2 separate regions of the Siniperca chuatsi genome follow, and region 2 is linked to region 1. Evidence: chromatin contacts called from public Hi-C data. All regions are on one chromosome and are shown on one strand. Each heading gives the region's core, a stretch centred on a gene start, on an enhancer-like site or on the middle of the called end of the contact. The rest is flanking DNA. Distances are from core to core; before and after follow the strand shown.

Evidence for each region. Hi-C and Micro-C count contacts between places; a contact is called where the count stands out from the background.
Region 2: a contact with region 1 is called in a Hi-C map of skeletal muscle, with 4 times the contacts expected there. The contact joins the promoter of fahd2a here to the promoter of LOC122875976 in region 1. A contact is called at or near these places in 2 of 3 Hi-C or Micro-C datasets (skeletal muscle and an unstated tissue).

What each region holds. Positions count from the first base shown.
Region 1 is chrLG5:24,668,561-24,675,736 of ASM2008510v1, forward strand. It overlaps LOC122875976 (myogenesis-regulating glycosidase-like), which reads right to left and starts at 4,585. Exons shown (of 6, transcript XM_044195724.1): 1 at 4,455-4,585; 2 at 1,580-2,065; 3 at 267-798. The coding sequence starts at 1,857. LOC122875978 (izumo sperm-egg fusion protein 1) reads left to right here and starts at 4,604. Exons shown (of 12, transcript XM_044195729.1): 1 at 4,604-4,656; 2 at 5,023-5,099; 3 at 6,392-6,671; 4 at 6,944-7,018. The coding sequence starts at 6,470.
Region 2 is chrLG5:24,828,626-24,835,591 of ASM2008510v1, forward strand. fahd2a (fumarylacetoacetate hydrolase domain-containing protein 2A) reads right to left here and starts at 4,765. Exons shown (of 8, transcript XM_044196068.1): 1 at 4,548-4,765; 2 at 3,354-3,622; 3 at 2,527-2,743; 4 at 791-850; 5 at 529-691. The coding sequence starts at 3,622. It overlaps zgc:152830 (putative aminopeptidase W07G4.4), which reads left to right and starts at 5,070. Exons shown (of 16, transcript XM_044196065.1): 1 at 5,070-5,187; 2 at 6,961-6,966. The coding sequence starts at 5,177.

The DNA.
Region 1 (7,176 bases), core at 3,335-5,834:
TTTCCAAGCAGGGAAGCTGGTTCAGAATCTGGCTTCACTCCGAAGGGCACCAATCAATACATGCATTTTCAAGCCCTAAAAAATCTTAATTAGCAAATGCTCCAGACTTTCAATTACTTTTAACATACTTAGTTTAAACTCATACTAAGTTATAACTTAACAACACTGCATTTATATGAATAATAAAAGTTAAATAGGAAATAAGATGGGTGATTTTGCTCTTACCATCAAAACAAAATGCACAGTATTACACAGTCTACACTCACCATGTATTTGTGAATAGAGGTAACATCCGACCCAACACACACTCTATAGCTGAGCTCAGGTAAGGCCTGCAGACCCTCTGGTGGTCTGAAGGGAGAGTCCTGGTATCGGGCCTGGAACAGGAGTGTCCTCTCTTTCTCTGACCAGCCCAAATGAAACGGTACTGAATCATTAATCTTGATGGCAGTCGCGTTTGAAGACAGCCAATAGCGTTCTAAGATTCCCCCAAAAGCGTTTCGATTTGAGTAGACATCACTGGTGATGAAGGGCTGTGGTTCCTCCTCGCCCTGGATCCTGAGAGGCCAGTACTGTATTGCTGTCTCCGCCCCTCCATACCAATGAGAGTCATTATAGGCCATGGCGTGCTCCACTGAGCGCTTATTTTTCAGCTCCTCCCAGCGAACACGGTAACACATCACCGTGTCCTTTGGTCGAACCGTCTGGATAAAGAAGTTGAGTTTGCCAGAATCTGACTGAGTGCAGCTCAGAATATTTCCCTCCTTTGAGCAGGAGTCCAGATCCAGAGTGCCAGACCTGGGACGGAGCATTGACAGAGGGGAAGAAAATGTAAATGAACTTGTTAAGCACAGCACTAACTGAGCAAGTATTATTAGCAGGAAGTAATTTTTCTGTATTGCTGAAAAGCTCACCAAAATGATTGATACTATAAGAATACAACAGAGAAGAAATGCAATCAGCACAGTACAGATGATATTGTACGCTCCATCCTACAGTATTACTCCTATTTCTCTGCAAGTGCAGGGATTGTGCTATGGTTAATTCTGTCAATGTGAGTTCTGTTGATAAAGGGCATGACTAAATCATTCTTCCCTAAGGGTGTAATCGTGTGTCTGTCTCGTCTGGCTTTCCATTATCCATCCACACATTGCATAAAGGCGGCTTTTTAGTACGGCTCAGCACATGAAGAGGAACAACTGTGCTGTGGTAATATATGTTACAAGGGTTATTGTTAGCCAAGATTTACTGGCTGGCAACGTATTTATTACAGGAGTGCAGTGGATCCCATTACAATGCACAAATGTTACCGTTTTTCTGGTCACTCTGTATTTTGATTGCTCTGAAAGGGCATCAGCAGGATAATCCTTGTAACGTACATATTACATCTCCCTTACTTATTAGTAAAGTTTAAATCATTATGACAGAAAATTAATCTGCAACTATTTTGATAATCGATTAATTATTTGAGTCACTTTCAAAGCAGAAAATGCCAAAGATTTTAATAGACAAAAAGATTAATCAAGACAATAATAAGGAGATTAATCAATGATGAAATTAATCCCTGCAGTGAAACCACCTGAAGGTCATACTGAAGATGACGGCCCCCGCTTGGTTACGAATGATAAAACCATCCTTGTTGAGGTCCAACAGCTCAGCTTTCAGCAGCTGGGCTTTACGGAGGGACGCTGAGTAGTAGCACCAGGCAATCACAGCAGCCAGCACCAACACACAGCCAAACATGCCTGCCATCACCAGAGGCCGGCCTTCATGAGCCAGTTTCTTCTTCAGTGGAGAACCACTAGCTGCCCCAGCCGTTTGCTGCTCCCCAGGAGCCACCGGGACAATCTGATACATACTGAAGACTTTAGGCAGTGAGGTGTGTAAGGAAGCAGGTTTGGAGAAGGATTGGACAGCTGTAGTTAACTTGCTGTCAGTGTTGGTGAAAAAGTCTGGAATAGATCCTCTTCACACTGGCAGTAGTGGAGGTGACAGAAAGCCTGATGTCTACCTGCCGATCTTCAGCAATGTCTCCATTTCTGAATGAGGGCTGATTTGTCCAAACCTGTGAGATAGACAAGAGATCAACATTCAGTTGAAGTTCGGCACAACGTGTAAAACCAAAAAGTCGAAAAGTGTCAAAAAAAAAAAGAAATAAGGCACCGCAGACATCATCATGTCATACACTGATTAACCTAAATGTCCAGTAAGGATGGGGGAATACATAAATAAACTGCGTATATATGTAAAGCAACAAAATAATATATTGTCAATACTAGTTAAATTCCAAATGATCAGTATGGGACATACAAATCCAGTGTTGGTCGTATGCCCCATCACACAGGGCATTTGCTTGACAATCCAGTTCTAATTATCACCACTGTCAGTCTCAAGGAACTACAGTTATAAATAGCTTTAGAGCTCTCCACACTGCATGCCATCATGATTAAAAGACATTTATCACTTGCTCCCTCTTTCTTTCTGTAAGTGTGTTAATTTTGTAAAACCTACATATACAGATGTACTTGCAAAATGTCTGTAATCACATTTGCTTATAGTGCTGCTATATGTACACCACACTAGTGTATTCTATGTCTTAGTCTATAATAAAGCTACATGTTTCTGTTCTGTGTGCACTTGCTGTTAAGTGTGTCCAGAAGAATAGTTCAGCAGCAGCATCCAGCAAAGAGAGAAAACACAGATGGTTTAATCTGGTAAATATCAGGAAGCCAGCTCTGTAGCCACATTGGCACTGACGGTAACAGAACCAATGACACCATAAAAACAGGCTATGATCAGAGAAATTACAGACACCATGTCAGCATGGCTCAGTTACATTTATCTCTCAGGTAAGAGCACCGTGGATATGAGTAAATTATATTTAAGAGTAGCAGCCCTCAAATAACTGCACTGCAGCAAACCTACAGTTTTCAGACAGAGCACAGGCCAATCATCCACAACAGAACCCTATTTAACCTCCCAACAGGTATCATTATGTTTCAGCTTAACATTATTTTTTTCATCTGATTAAGGTTAGTGGCTATGCAGCAGGGAGGGAAGGAAACCTTGCAAATGCATACCCTGCAAAAATTGGGTTCCTGTACATAAACCAGCACTTCACAGACAGACTTCTGCTTGACAGTCTTCCTCTTTATGCCAGATTACACAAGCTCTGTTAAAATAAGATTCTTTACCTCCTCTGAATGTACAATTACAAACAAAACTGCACCATCTTGTTAATATGGTAAATTTTAATTTAATTATTCATGTATTTCGTACCAAATACTATAATTTAACTCCCACACTTGTTGGTCCAGACCTCCCCCCTTTCAGTCCCCGTTTATTGGATCAATTCCAACTTGGTTTATTGTGTTAAAAAAAACAATTGCCTTAATTGTACAAGCAATTCCATGACACATTGTGTTGTGGGTGTCTTTGATTTATATTAGCAAACACTGCTTATTAAGGAAAATGTCATCAATTTTTTTTTTTATCAATACTGCACACACAATGTTTTATCACGCATAAACTATACTATTTACAGGAACCTGACTTGTACATAGACATTGTATGTTGTTGGTCATTGTTGCTTTTTATATATGCCTATTTTTTTCCACCTACTTGTATGTACATAATAGTTCAATGTTTGTTTACCTATCTTTGTTCAGCTTTGTTGCCCTTGTTTTCAGCTGTATGTCTATTTCTATCTTCCTGTAAATTGTTCTTTTATATTATGGAGATCCTAGGGGTAGTTTAGGACATATTACTGAATTCATGGTTCAAAATGAGAGCTAATGTTGTACTCTTCAGATAAGTTTAAGTCCATGTAAATTAGCCTCCACACTGTGACCAGAAATCATTAACATTTTGCTGGTTTGGGGGACCAAATGTATGCAATGCAAAGTGCTTACTGTTATGATATAGCCTACAGCAGCAAATAACCATTCTGCTCAGTACAGTACAGTAGGCTGTACTCTGTAGGTTATGCATGTTTTCTTACCAGCAGCGAACTCACAGATAACGTTTTCTCCATATAGTGACTGCTAATTGTTTTGTGTTCACATTAGTTGTAGCTAAATACCAAAAACAATACACTGAAAACACTGGCATCTGCCTGAAAGGATCACAGTGGACACGAACAGCGCCCCCAGGTGCACATTTTTATGTCATTTTACACAAGCGTGTCAAGGTGACATAACTAACTAACATATCCAATGTGCCAGTGCCTGATCGATAACCCACAAGCACTCGTCCACACGGCTGTTATCGGGACATTACAGTGAGAGTGTAACCGGCTATACCAGTTGTCACGAACTAGGTTTCAAAACGGTCATGCTGACAGTTAAAAGCTATGTTGGCTGTGTCAATAACACCCGTTAGAGTTATGTTAAGTTAGAAAATACACTCAAACTGTTATTTATAGCGTCGGGATCATAAAAATAGAGTTATCTTACCTCCGCAGTTGACTCTCTGGGGGTCAATGTGTACATAGGATAGAGTATGTGAGCGCATTAGCCCATTGCGCAGCTGCAGCGCGGTTTAAAGTTCCATGGTCCCGCCCAACAACCAACGAGCTAGAAGCGGATTCGTCCATGTAATCTGTCACTCATAGTACGTCATCCGGTGGGCTTCTGGGAAATATAGTGTGAGAATAAGGTAGTCTACAGAATTCGTTTCAAAAAGAGACTACCAAATTTACAAGAGTTTTTAAATGTGTTTTTAAATGTGTTTACTGTCAGCAACTGAAATTGTCAAACCCACAGGAGATAAAATGGATAAACTAATGTTAACTATTATTTTAAAATTATCGTCTGTGTTTTTTATCTTATATGCGACCGTTGCCCATGGAAACAGTTCAAATATCAAATGCAATTCGTGGTATTTTATCTTTTTTCGGTTTTTATTAACAAACAAAATACTGTGAATATATGTGATTTAGCTTTTTTTTATTATTAACTTTTTGTCTTTGAAGACAATTGTGTTGCTTTTTTTGCTATTTGTTGTTGTATGTAATAATAGCAGAATCTGACTGGCCTGGACTGCGAGCCAAATCAGCTGGCACAGGAGCAAGACTGCACAACTGTCCTGAAGAAACAGGGGTGAGATCATCCAGAGCAAATAATAATGTTGTGACTGGGACATGCTATTCTACCACTGGGTGACAGCAACAAGCTATAAACAGAGGAGCTGAACGACACACATGACAGAGCATGGTAAAGCCAGTAGGCCCCTACTATGCTCTTTTTTCTCCTTGTTTATCTTCTTTTGCCATGCTGATATTCTTGTTATTGTTGTCCCATTTAATATCATTTGGCTAGTAGTGCCAACAGTACTAGCAACAGTAGAAAAAGGTCAAGCAATGTAGCTAGTAGTTAGCTTTATTACAGTTTTTTATTAGCAACATTAGTGGTGATGGCACCAATGGCTGAATTAACCTATCTAACTAGCTTATAGCATAAGTTGCAGTAGCAATAGCAAGTACTAGTGACAGCTAGTAGCACTTGTGGTAGCATTAGCAGAAGCAGCAACAGCATTTAAAGCAGTTAAGTGCTGTAAACTAAAGTATTTATATCAGTAGCAGAGGCAGCCAAAGCTGGATTTCCAACTGGGCAAAGTGGGGAACATGTACAGAGCCAAAACAATTAGTCGATTAATCGATTAGTTGATTGATAGAATTATAATCAACTATTTTGATTATCAATTAATTGTTTAATTCATTTTTTTTGTTGCGAAACTGCCAAACATTCACCATTTTCAGTTTCTCAGTTGTCTTATGTGATAGTAAACTGAATATCTTTGCGTTTTTTGACTGTTAATCAGATACAACAAGTAATCTGAAGACGTCACCTAGGGCTTTGTGATTTTGATGGCCATTTGTTACTATTTTCTTTAGTGAATAATTTATAATCAAAAGAAACGTCAGATTGATCAATAATGAATGTAATTGTTAGTTTCTGCACTAAACATGCATATTCCTTAATACATTTGTGTTAAATGAAATAACCACAACCAAATTGACAGAAAACACTACACTGACCACTGCACCTAATAATTAGAATGGGTTAAATGCAGAGAACTAATTTCACTAGACATTGTGCTGTGTAGGATTGTGTATGTGACAATAAACTTGATTTGATTTGATATACTGTATACTATACTGTAACCATGCCCCAGCAAACATGAGGCCAACATGGACCCAACAGCATTTTTCTTACACTAACAGGTTATACGGCAATGGAAATGATGGCCTGATGGTAAAAGTAGAAACAGAAGTGCACTAGTACTCACGGTAGCAGTAGTAACAGTAAAAGTACCAGTTGCTGTAAGGTAATGGTTGCAACAGTGATAGTGGTGTTTGTAGCAGCAGTAATATTTGGCAACTCTGTTTCAGAACCTGCACTTACTGAAAAATCACAGGACCCAAAGTGACTCATCCTGATGTGCAGGAGGTTGAGGGTGCAGAGGGGAGATGCTGCTGATGTTGGTGTCCCTGCTTTGCTGTGTCCCTGCTGCCAAGGCCTGTCTGCAGTGTGACCGCAGTGTCAGGCTCCTACATGAGGACTTTATCCTCTCTGCTCCCACTGTGCAAGACCAGATTGACATGAAAAAGATTTGTGACCATGCCTATGTGACCTACAGACAGACCAGCCGGGAACGAAAGGGAGTCATTGGTGAGATCAAGACCTGGTTTAGCACAATATGACATGGCACGAGTGTGGAGTATACCGATAATTCACGTAAAGCCACTTATGTCTCATATGCTGTCTCTTATTTTCATTACATTTTCTTAAATATTGTCAGGCCATTAAGGGTTTTTTATGATCTGGCAGTTGAAGCTTTTACTGCTATGGCCCTCATTTTGTTCTGGATAGAAGTATGAGTGAGATGTCTAAACTGTAAAATATTAAAATCAATTAAAAAATGTCTGTTTCCCATTGCTCAGATCCCACCACTCTGTACAGAGCCAGAACTGAGTACCAGAGTGAATTTGACCGCTTCTTGAAAACCAAGCACACTGGTGAGAAACAAAGAAAAAGATACACAGTAGTTGGAAACTTGGGGGAAAAAATTAGCACTAAGGTCATTGTAATTGTTCCCTTGTATCATCACTGAATGTATTCACATATGATACTGTAATCGTAACAAACTCAGTGTTCACCAGATTTTAAGATAAAG
Region 2 (6,966 bases), core at 3,515-6,014, 160 kb after region 1:
CTAGTGCTAGAATTAATCCTATAGTATCGATTAACTAATTTGTCTTATCATCAAGCTACGTACTGTAGGACAAATATGATAGTTGTTACCTTGATTTCCTGTCAAACATGAAGTCACTGAAATCTCCTCTTAGAAATTCTCAGATTATGACTACCGCACCTAAATTTAGACAGTTCTGTACACAGGGCTAAGCAAAAAAGGTTGTTTATTATTATTGTTATTTTGTAGCTATTACAGAGTTATCGTAAACCTCATATTATTGACTCTAAGGATAACCTGAAATCTACTGTGTTCTGGAGATCGTGCCATAAACATGATAACCTACATTCATCAGGAATGTTTTCAACCATAGAAATCCATTTCGACTGGAGCTTTATGATGGTAAATATCAGTCAGCTTAAGAAACCACACCTTTAACAGAATTATAGCTTGTTCCTGAAGTACAAAATCACATATAATTCACAAGATTGTCTTCAATTCCCCCTTTCTGTCTCGCTCTCCCTGCTCTGGTTTCTTGTTCCCTCTCACCTTTCACAGCGTCGGTGGTTACTAACGCAGGACCGAGAGGACAGAAGCTGTCAAACGTTTTTCCCAGGAGCCACTGCTTCCCGTTGCGCTTCATCTGCCAGTCACGTGCACTGACGTCATTGGCCACCGTGAATCCGGCCACATAGGCGAGCGCGTCTTCCTCCTGAACAACAAGAGGAGTGGAAATGTCAGAGTCAGAATAGATGCTTTCACCAGAGCATCAAAGCGTCATGGCCATCTGAGGGGATGTTGTGATGCTTACCTTGATGTGTTTTCCTCTTCGTCCGATCACAAAGGCCAGCTCCACCTCCCAGTCCACCTCCTTCAGTCAGACAAAATACCAAGATGACGCAAATACAGCATCAAGAAGCACCGCAACAAACTACACACTAATTCTAAGCAGGCTTATAGTATGTAGTGAAGTCAAGTATACTCAAAATAGTCAGTATGCATTTTTAAAAATGCTTGCTTTTTGAGTGTGCTGTTGATTCACACTATTGTCCCACAATGTAATGCCCAAACGAAATGGAGGCACTACTCACACCTGCAAAAAATGTAAATATATTCCAAATGTTGGTGAGACAGTTCCACAAAGTTCTTGGAAAACAACTAAAAAGTATTGAATTTGTTGAGTTTGACATTCAGCACCACACATATAATTTCCTCTTGGTATTAACAGTAAAGTTTATTGATTTTGTGTCCATAAAAACATGTGCATACTGTATACAATCAGTATGTATGGACTTGGGACACAGGGCAGGATTTGGTCTCATTTTACACAAAAAAGTGGAAGTGAAGCGGTTGGATTTCATTATGGTGCAAATGAACTTATTTCTGCAGTTTTCTTGAATAAATTAGTCTGGACTCTTTCAAGACAAAAAATAAGATCAAGTGCTCAAGAGACGGGCAAAATGACACTCAGCTCCTCCTAGGGAGAAAGTCTTCGCTTGTACAGACGAGGGACAAAATAAAGGAAAAACCTGAATAAAAGAGTGGAGAAACATATCAAATGCAGATGCTTCCGTGCACCAGGGCTCATTGAATGGTTTGGTGAGGATGAAAGTGACGTAAATAAAATGCTACGGCCTTTACAGTCACCAGATCTCAACCCAGTTTCACACCTATGGAAGATTTTAGACCAATGTCTAAGACAATGCTCTCCACCACCATAACACCAAATGATATAAACTTTCATCTTTAAATCTATTTAGTGATGTCTGTGACCGTCTGTGATGCTATATGTCCTTTAGTTATGTCTGGCTATGCTTGTTTTTCTTCACCATTCTATGGAAGCAAATTAGGGTCATTAATATTTTGAGCTTGTGAAATGATGTTCACAAATAATTTCACAGCCTGCAGTTGTATATCACCTTTTGTGTGTGTGTGTTTAAAAAAAAAAGTACATACACGTACCTGAATGTGTGACTTTGTAAAAAAAAAAAGGTTTTGCAGCTGTAGAATTATTTTGTGCATGTGTAATTAAAATATGTGCAAGAATAGTTTCAACAGTGAGGTTTCACATAGTCTGAGAGACGGACACACAAATGTCCTATCTTTGGATGAGACACTGAAGTTACAAGCTACAAACTATGAGTTACAAGCACGAATTTTGGCCCTGTTTTAATGCCTGGCCTGCCAGTCAGCACGTTGCCCACTGACCATCCAATCAGAGGAAGTCAAACTTGTTGTGTTGGTTTTTCCTTTAATAGACTTCTAGCTGCTCCGAGTTCAAGGCTGAAAGCTAAAGCTGATTGTGCTTTTGCTGTTGTTTCTCCTTGACCCTGGAGCAACCTCCATCAATGTCTCAAAGAAACCAAATCAGTGCACATCTTTAAAAAGCATCTTAAAACCCTTTTGCTTTCTTTGGCTTTTTCTTGATTTTATAACTTCTCTTTTATCTCCCTTTTTCCCTCTTTTTCTTCTCCCTGTAAAGCACTTTGTCCCCTCTTTTTTTTTTGAAAAGTGACATATAAATAAAGATGGCGTGCTCACTCTCACCTGGCTCTCTGAGGGCAGAAGGATGTCATCATACGGCCCGGTGATGGCGCTGGGGAATTTGCTGAAGATGATCGGTTCTTTGGGGATCGGGGCGTTCTGCTCCAGGCAGTGGTCCCGGTAGTTCATACCCACACACACCACCTTCTCCGGGGCCAACACAGGAGACAGCAGCTGGATGTCCGATCGCTCCAGCACACACTGACCGGACGACAAGGCTCTGAGGAAGAGGAGGAGGAGGAGGACGAGTCACATGATGATTTGGCATGATGTTGCGGAAGATAAAAACAAAGAGAAGATGAAGGGAGAAGATGCTAACTTAAACAAGTCCATTCAGGAAGATGAGGAGGATGAAGTTGTTAATTAACGTGGGAACAAGATTAAAGAAGTGACAATTTAGTTGATTTGAGGAAGGTGGTGGGTGATGTTTTACGATGAGCGTGATTTATGAAGACGACTTAACAAGCATAGGTTGCTGATTTATTAAGGTGGTGATGATCCAAGACGATCAAGAATATGATAATTAAGAAAGATGATGATGAAAATGATTATGCAAAAAGGTTGTTGATTTTATTACATGACATTTATTCAGGAAAAACGAAGATTATGGTAACCCTGAAGATGATTTATTCAGGAGATGGTGAGGAGGAGGAAGACAAGGATTTGGGAGGAAGAAAAGCTTAATTAAAGAAGATGATGAAGATGAAGAAGACGGCGATTTAGGAACTAATGTAGAGACGGTGTAGTCCCTCATTATGGACAAACTAATGTAGAGTCAAAACAGAGTAGACAAAGATATTTAATAATAATATGACTGAATGTAAGCATACCTCTGTGCACACTCTAGACCCCTGTCTCCCAGCTCCAGCAGCTCTCTCATGGTCGAGGGCATGGAGGGGTCAAACGCCTTCAGATCCACCACGCCGAGCCCCTCCTCTTGCTCCACTCCCACTCTGATGCCTCCTCCGTCGCCATGGCGATGAAACTGCACCAGACGCATCGCTGCACCGCTCAAGCCTCGCCGTCTCTGGGGGTTTGTTGTTTGCCTTTGAGAGAACAAACTCCTGAGGAGGCAAAAGGAGCGAAGAGCAAGTCTCATCTATCGAGGAGAAGAGGAAGGAAAACAGATGACACGTGACAGACAAGCAGAGAGGAACTAGAAATCAACCAGAAAATTAGATTTCTTTCTCTGAGGGTGTCTTGAAGGCATAAAGTCAAAGTAGATCCTATCCAAAACCTCCATTTATTTCATTTACTTTTTCAGTTAATCACTTGTTTGTCCAACCAAGATATGAAATTTAAAATAGTATAAAAGAGAACAAATCAGTGAATCCTCACATTTAAGAGGCATTTTTCCTTGGTAAAATCGATTAGCAAAAAATGTCAGCGATTTCAGTTCTGTCGACTAATCGATGTATCGACTTATCATTTCAGCACTGGTCCTTTTGCTACATGACCTTTCCGTATCTTTATATCACCACACTGGGCTTTCTTTAGAGAGAGAGGCAGCTGAAAACTTGCTTATAATGCAAAGAAAATTGCAATTCTTGTATGTTCTTACCAAAACTCGCTTGTTTGTTAAAATGTATGAAATTTCCCAGGCTTACCTAGGAAATCTATTAACTTATCTGACTTCTACTGTCCAAAGGAAAAGTCTTAAAACTCTCAATACTCACAAAATCACAAAAACTTTGAGAACAAATTGTCGAGAGGAGGCTGCCAAAATGGGGTACAAATGTAGAAATGATGTCAGCATGTCTGCCGCAACGTCCAATTATCATGAACCTGCTATCACTTGATAATAGAGCTGTAAATCATAACCAGGATAAGAAAACCATGAAGGCAGCTGCAGCAGCGGGTAACTTCTGCCTACCTGCAGCTCGATCTGTAGCTTTGCAGTTTGGCTTTTATCTTAGATAAAATGCCATTTTAAAGAGGAATGTGACACTTTAACCTGCTACTGAATAACCAGGACAGCTACTACTTCTTTCTTGCCCTTTGTACTGTCTCTAGTTAATACTCACCTCTACTGTTCTGCACAGAAAACACTACGTTTGTCTACTTCCGGTTAGTGTTTGTAGTCCATGAGGGTAGTCCTGTCAAAAGCGAGATAAATTGCTCAACCGAAGCTAACGACAGAGTGTAGCCATGATTGTTATATCATGTAAAGCAATAATTGCTATAGTGATCATATAATCATCTGCATGCTGCTTTGCATTCGCGTTTGTTGAATGAGTTCTGGAAACTACAATTCCCTACCGTATCCTTAAATGTGCCTCTTCAAGTGCAGTGGGAATTTAACAACTTTTGCGTACTTGACACAGCTATACTAGCTACCGTAAATAGGATTAAACGTTTTAACAGTTTTACTTTTTTGGATAACCAGATTCCTACACTTTTACTACTTCAACTGGAACCAAAAGTAACTACTTCATATTTCAATAGACATTATTGTAAGCTCTTAAATCAGAGAGAAGTTGCATTTTACGACTGGGATGGTCGTAATTACGAGCTAAAAGAAGTCCGCGAAGGCAGCATGAGTGCAAGTTAAGGGATCATGTGATCAACCAGGGAGGAGTGAAGGGAAGTATCCGTTGTCACCGGCAATCAGCTGTCTATTTCATTCTGAAGACACCGGAGGAAGAGGACTAAAATGTGCACCAGGTAAGATTAACGGGTGTTACCCGCCTAATTTGCGTTTGTTTAATAGGATACTTTCCCCCGCAGCTATATAACACCATGCTTTCCTCACATGGTTTAATTTAACTGTCATTTAACTGGTCTGTGATAGTTCGCCCAAATACTAGATTTATTTTTCATTCGCAACTCAAAGTGGATACATCTGATCCTCTTATGTTGCAATAGAGATTTGCTCTTCTCTGGATTTAGTTTCCACTAAAAGGAACCTCAGTCGTTTTTTCTTACCTTTCACTTTCAGTCTGACTACACAATAATGTGGAAAACATCAGGTCCCTTACAACCTATTACAATTTCAGTGTTAGAGAGTACAGTCTCCCATGTGAACTTTGTATCTAGGATGTCTTGCATCCTAGATACCATCCCCACTAAACTGCTCAAGGAGGTATTTCCCACTGTTAGACCTGTTATTTTGCAAAAACAGTTTTCTTTTCCAGTTCGCTTTCCTCACATGGTTTATGGTCATTTAACTGATCTGTGATAGTTCGCCCAAATGCTATATTTATTTTTCATTCGCAACTCAAAGTGGATACATCTGATCCTCTTATGTTGCAATAGAGGTTTGCTCTTCTCTGGATTTAGTTTCCACTAAATAGAACCTCAGTCGTTTTTTCTTACCTTTTACTTTCAGTCTGACTACACTGTAAGTGCTGCCTTTGATACTGTCGATCATGGTATCCTCTTGCATCACTTAGAGACTTGGGTAGGAATCAAGGGCTCAGCTCTTGGCTTCTCTTACCTCTCCAACAGAACTTTTTATGTCGCTCTGGGTAACTTCCTCGACGGCTCGTTTGAGCTGTGGTGTCCCTCAAGGCTCCGTTCTTGGCCCCCTTCTGTTCTCTCTATATATGCTGCCACTTGGCCTGGTTATTCAAAATCATGATGTACATTACTATTTCTATGCCGATGACACTCAGCCATATTTGCTGTTAAAACCCGCAGATCCTATCAGTCTAGCTAATCTGACAACCTGCCTCTCTGATATTAAATTCTGGATGTCCCAAAACTTCCTTAAATTTAACAACAATTTAAGTCTGAGGTCATTCTGTTCAGTCCCCTAAATTCCATCAGCTCTTTTGCTGCTAATCTTGGTGGTCTGTCAAACAATACTGAGCAGGCTGCAAGAAATCTTGGGGTAATATGTCCCCTACACTGATTCCCTGTTAGATTTATAAGATTTTTAAGGCCTTAAATTGTTTTGCTCCTAATTACATCTCTGACTTATTGACTTGGTATGTGCCCTCTCGACCATTGAGATCCACGGATGGAGCCCTGCTGGTTACTTCCAGGTCACAATTTGTGACAACGGGTGATCTGACTTTTGCTATTAGATTGTTATTATACACTTTTTCTTGGAAAGTGTCATTATGATGCCAGAAATGCGTGAGAGTGTAAAAAGACAACTGATAAAACTAGTTATACATAACATTATCATCCACTGCAAACTGTGGTGACTGCGCCCTATAAAGTGCACACTAGGTACAAAGTTTTAATTTCACTGCAGTGAGACAAGAAATGAACCTGTCACACTCTTTTTAACAGCTGAAATTAAAGCAGATCTCAAAGGTCTTGCAGGTTTCTGCACTTTCAGTTACTCTGTTATCATTAACCTGCATTATAAAAACTGACGCAAGAGTCTAATTGCATCACTCTGTTGGATATATCTTAGCTTATCTGTGTCAGGCAATGCTGACATTGCTTATACAAGAGTTGTTTTTTTTTGTGTGTTTCTCTGTCCAGCGTCCA